2 separate regions of the Mus musculus genome follow, and region 1 is linked to region 2. A link is a contact called in public Hi-C data. All regions are on one chromosome and are shown on one strand. Each heading gives the region's core, a stretch centred on a gene start, on an enhancer-like site or on the middle of the called end of the contact. The rest is flanking DNA. Distances are from core to core; before and after follow the strand shown. Region 1 overlaps Hgd (homogentisate 1, 2-dioxygenase). Region 2 has its middle 56 kb from the start of Stxbp5l.

The links. A called contact is a pair of places that touch in the nucleus more often than the background predicts.
Region 1: a Hi-C map of cerebellum shows a contact between it and region 2, with 2.3 times the contacts expected there. The contact joins two enhancer-like sites. A contact is called at or near these places in 1 of 15 datasets of contacts at CTCF or cohesin (stem cell-derived epiblast-like cells), 8 of 484 Hi-C or Micro-C datasets (the HL-1 cell line, cerebellum, cerebral cortex and 3 more) and 1 of 9 other capture datasets (embryonic stem cells).

Annotation. Positions count from the first base shown.
Region 1 is chr16:37,622,644-37,625,343 of GRCm38.p6, reverse strand. Hgd (homogentisate 1, 2-dioxygenase) reads right to left here. Exons shown (of 14, transcript NM_013547.3): 12 at 961-1,087. Among named protein-coding and RNA genes, the nearest start is that of Gm46559, 26 kb to the right of the region's middle. Within about 2 kb of position 1,368, at least 10 of the 459 cell types and tissues checked have an H3K27ac peak or open chromatin away from gene starts, as enhancers often do. A contact at or near this core is called in cerebellum, where this site is marked.
Region 2 is chr16:37,439,459-37,442,158 of GRCm38.p6, reverse strand. No RefSeq gene overlaps it. Among named protein-coding and RNA genes, the nearest start is that of Stxbp5l, 56 kb to the right of the region's middle. Within about 2 kb of position 1,433, at least 66 of the 459 cell types and tissues checked have an H3K27ac peak or open chromatin away from gene starts, as enhancers often do. A contact at or near this core is called in cerebellum, where this site is marked.

The DNA of each region.
Region 1 (2,700 bases), core at 119-2,618, 180 kb before region 2:
CTAAGGTGATGTTGTGGGAAGACAGAATGAAATAACATAGAAGCTCACACATAGGAAGAAAGGCAGCAAACATCATCCTCTAGGTATACCACAGCCAATGTAGTTATGAACTCATAGACGCTTTGATTACTTGTGCAGGGACCGCACATGACAGACCCTCCCCATGGCCAGTGATGGTGGGGGAGGGGCTAATGGGAACTTTCCCCTTGCCATTGAACCTATAGGCCACGTATAGGTAAAGGGAACCATCTATGATGGGCAGCCATTGTCTTTGGTGTGTAGCAACTGGTGTACCTGCCAGACTCCAGTTTTAATCACAAGGCTATAAAGGTGGTCTTGGTCAAACTCAGAGGGATACAAACTAAACAAAAGGAAAGGGATGTGGGAAGGGGCTCCATAGAAATGAAGGGGAATGTACAGGGTATGGGTGAAAATGAGAAAGGGTAGGGATGAGAGCAACCAGAATGCATTATATATCTACATGCATTCTATATATCTACATGTATATATATATATAATTGTCAAAGAATACATTTAATGAATAACACCTCCATCTTCCAGAATTGTCTATCTCCTAGTTTAGATTGTAATCTGCTTTGTTTTGCCAAAATAATCAAAGAAAGAACATTTTACTTGTTCTTGAAACAGATTTTTGTTTCTCCAAACAAAGCAAAAAACACCTCCACTCTCACTACTCCTCACCCTTTAAAAAAATATCTGAAATGCATTCTTCCTTCACACTCTCCCAGCCTGTCTGCCTCTCTTTAGGCCCAGAGGAAAAGGAGGCAGGTTTAGTCGCTGCATCACCTGCAGACTCTTAAAGCCCAAGAGCACTGAGAGGCAGGACTTCAAACTCAAGGCAAGGCAGGGGATCCAAGAAAAACCCAGCCATTGTCCTCAGAGCCTGGCTGCTTTGCTATTTCTCATTTCCAGGTGTGCTCTGATGAAAGAGAGACTTACTGTGGTAATAAGGAGGTCTGAAGGTTTTATCTGCAACTCCCCACCGAGGTGGGAAGATGACAAAGTCAGCAATAGCCACCCCAGGTCGGAGGGATTTGGCAGTCAGCACGGTGAAAATGGAAGGATCCTGTGAATACACAAGGGGAGACTGAATGTAGGACAGGATGGGAGGTGACTGAAGAGTGACAGTGTGTCACCTGCACAGGAGGGTGCTTTCAAGTGACAGTTTCTGATTAAGTGACCCGGGTCGGCTTAGATATTTGGGCTCTGGTTGAGGTGCAGTAATCACTCCTGTGACAGTCCTCTTGCTGTGCTTGAAGCAAAACACATTCACACCAGATAAGAGGATGGATAAGAGGCTGCATCTTTAGCTTACCTGAGTTTACATCGTGGTGTGGCGCTTTATTACCCTAAGGCTCTGAGAGCCAGAGTCCTACTTACATTCCCAGACTGAGTGGCAGGGAGCTTGGTGCTGCTTAGAGAATGCTGGGGAACAAACAAAACAGCATCCTCAGCCTGGTGTAGAGGAAGCCAGTGCTTCTTAGGGGGCAGAACATCAGAGGCTGTAGGTGACGGCCACAGGCAGCAAAAGTCTGAGAGCTGGCTGGCTAATTCTGACTCTTGATTGACTCCTTGATTGACTTCTAGATTCTGAGTATTGCGTTTACATGATGGTAGTGCAGAGGGGGATATGCCGAGGGATGAGATTATGCGGTTTCAAGAACTTTAGATTCTGAGACGGAAAACCCAAGATTCAATTTAATTGATATCCGTGTTCACTTTCAGACGTGGTGCTGACATCTGGAGATTCAAAGACTGGGAATCTATTCTCCACTCCTTTAACTTTATTTGGGGAAAGGAGAGAATGGCTATTTCTTTTTCAAAATAACTCTCTGTTGAATTTGTTTCTCGACAGTTCCCTACTTTATATAGTGCATTATATAGTGCATTCGGCCTACAGCAGCCCTTCTCCCTGCCATCACCCGTTCTCATCTTCTCTGACAGGACCAGGGAAAGCGTCAAAGAACTATGAATTGCGATAAACCTTTAAAAGTGAACAAAAGAAAGGAGGGGGAGGGTAGAAGAGAGAAGAGAAAGACAGGCCAGGGATTTTATCAGAGAAAATAGAAAAGATATGGGGATACGTAGAGACTTTGTAAAGCCAGGATAAGGTTAGTCTCTGTGGTTGCTTCACACAGCCAGCCAGCAGTGCAGTGAAGGACAAAGGAGAGGCAAGATGCGGTCCTGGAGAAAGGAGCCCGGGGACAGATGGAGAAGAGTATCAAATGCCACGCTTCAGAGCGCAGACCTAATCCTAAACCATGGGGAGCCTGCAAAGGGTTTCCAAAGCAATGGTGGGATGATCAGATCTGAATCTGGAGGCAGATAACTACAGTAGTAGTAAGGAGAAGATTGAACATCTGCACACACACACACAAAAATCAAAAATCAAAAAACAAAACAAAAACAAACAAAAACAAAGCCCAAAACAAAACAAAAAACCAACCCAGCCTTTCTTGCTGGGAGAGTTACCATTTTTTTTTTTTCATCTGTCATGGGACATGGTCTGAGACTATTAAAAGAAAGAAAAGGTAGGAAGGCTCAAATAGAGCTTTACCAAGGTCTCAGGGTGCTTCTTCGTGATGCTTTGGGCTTGGCATCTTGATTTTCTTTTCCCCCCTTTGGTTTTATTAAGATTCGAGGTTGTTCAGAAAGGTAGTTTTGTCCCCCTAGAGATAA
Region 2 (2,700 bases), core at 184-2,683:
TTAAGTCATAGAACACAGAGGAATCTTGGTGTTTACCTGTAAGGTTCATGCCTACTGGCTCCCTTTCATAGGGCTAGAAAGTTCTATGCACACTACTGGAAGAGAAAATTATATCAGTCTTATCCAGATCCAGCTGTGAACCTTTTGAACCAGTAATGATCAGCCTGGCAAGACATGCCCACTGGGGCAAGAGTGGCATAAATGGTACAGGAATAGCCGACTGCTTTCTGACTTGAATTAAGGCCTGTTCCACAATTCCATAGCTGGCATTGTTATCAGGGTCAAGAACGGGTACCTGGAAAGGTCATAGGCCCTAGGGGAGATTCTGCTACTATTACTTTGCTAAATGGGCACAGTATTCAACAGACTTCTGGGGACTTATCATCATACCCATAATATAATATAATTAGCACATCTTTCAGTCTGTGTCAGAAAATCTTTTGGAGTAGGTAGTGACTCACACAGAGACCAAGAAATTAAAGTGCAGAGAATAGAAGATTAGAATTATAAGTCCAAAATGGGACATCTATGTTCTTCTTCCTCCTAAGGTTTAGGAATCATTGCAGAAGAAGAGGCAGAGAGATTATAAGAGCCAGAGGCTGTGGATGACTTTAAGGAAACAGTTTCTTCTGGACATTGCAGGGCTGTTGTGCATATGAACTCACAGCAGTTGTGACAGCACACGCAAGGTTGTCACAAGTTCAAGCCAAAAAGAACCCCATCATGAAGGGGTGAGGTAGACAGGAAGTCTCGCCCCCAGTGGAGGTGTTATTGACAACTGAAAGTGTCTGGCTAATGGAGCGTTTTCTTTGCATATGTGCCTCTTGGTAGATCAATACTCTCCAATAGAAAGCCATACGACCAAGAGTATGTAGACAGAACGAATGTAGTTGATGGGTTAAAAAAAATAAAGAATATACGGTTGAGTGGGTAAGGAAGAAGGGATGGATCTAAGAGGAGTTGGGGAGAACATAAATCTGATCAAAACACAGTGTGCAAATTCTCAAAGTTACTTAAAAAAAGAAGAAGAAAAAAAAAAAAAAGCCAGAAAGGGCCTTAGAGGTCATCCGGCAGCTGTGTCTGCCAACAGACGGAGTGATTCATGATTTTCCTCAAGTTTGGCATCTGCCTGGGAATTTACATGATGTCACTTCAGTGCTGACAAATGAGCAGCTTGGCTAGAGCCAACACTTGTGTGGGCTGCTTCATCCACAGGCGTTAGCTGGTTAATTTGAGGAGAAATCGGCTCTGCCTGAGTCAGTAGACTGCGACACTGGCACGCTTACCTGCTCTGAGCCTCATCTCTCCTTCACTGCCTCTAAGACCTCTGAGTCACGAGATTCCTCCGTTCTCCATTCTGCTGCTGACCCGAGGGCAGGCCGATCAGCTCAGTCTTTTCGAGCCTGTCCAGTCACCATACCCACAGTCTCCTCCAATCAGGGAAAAGGCAGAACTGAAACCAAGTCTTGTGTTTCAGCGGTGCGCGGTGTATGTCTATCTCCTCTTAACCTGAAAGCCTTCTCTCTCTGTGCTCACATGTTCTCAGCTCCCTTCTTCCTCTCCCAAAACAGCTCACGGAGAGATGGGGCTGGAGAGCAGGCCAGACATAAAGAAGGAACTACAAAGACCCAGCTCTAAGGAAGAAGCTTAAATTTGGTGAAGGCTACATCTTAAAGCCAAAGGGACCCTGCTTTTGTTATGGTTTCATGGCTGTGAAGAGACTCCATGACCAAGGCAACTCTTATAAAGGCAAAATTTAGTTTTAGTTTGGAGCTGATTTATAGTTTCAGAGGTTTAGTCCATTATCATCATAGTGGGAAGCACAGCAGAGTGCAGGCAGACCTGGTGCTGGAGGAGACTTCTACATCTTGATCCATAGGCAGCAGGAGGAGGCTCTCATTCCACATTAGGTGGAACCTGAGCATAGGAGACTTCACAACCCACCCCCACAGTGACACACTTCCTCCAACAAGGCCACACCTTCTCCAATAAGTCCACACCTCCTAAATGTGCCACTCTCTGTGACCATGCATTCAAAACACATGGCTCTATGTGGACCATTCCTATTCAATGACCCCTTAGTTGTAGAAATGATGATCTAGTGGGACAGAATGCATAACTTTCCCTTAGACTCACTTGACTGAAACTTGTTTCTTAACCTGAGGCCATGAGCCAGAGAGGAAGGAACACCTCTCAATGTTCATCAGGGAGATGAACATTGAGAGAAATCAGGGACACTCCACAACAGAGATAAGCCAGAACAGGAAGAGATATATCTCTCAATGAAGGTCAATAGAACTGTTAAGTAGTCCTGAGTCTAATCTAGAGAAGTCTGGGAGTTATAGTTAAATTCTGCATTGAGGCTAGAAACGAAACAAGCCCTGAGCCAGTGGTTTTCAACACAGCCTTCACACTGGAATCATCTGGGAGCTTGAAAAAGAAAATCTCCTTAGGCCCTATTCTTAGAAATTCTGGTTTAATTGGTCTGGGATATATTGGTTTCATTGAAGTCAGCCTGGGAAAATCTAATCTAATAGTCAAGACTGAGAGCTACTTTGAAATGAAATGATAATATGTAACAGGGAACCTTTCCAGCACACAAGTTTATTTTCCAGTTCTCTGAAGAGAGATGGCATAAAAGTACCTTGGGATCATTTTAGGGCTTTTCTTCAGATAGAAGTTACTTCAGAATTGGAAGGG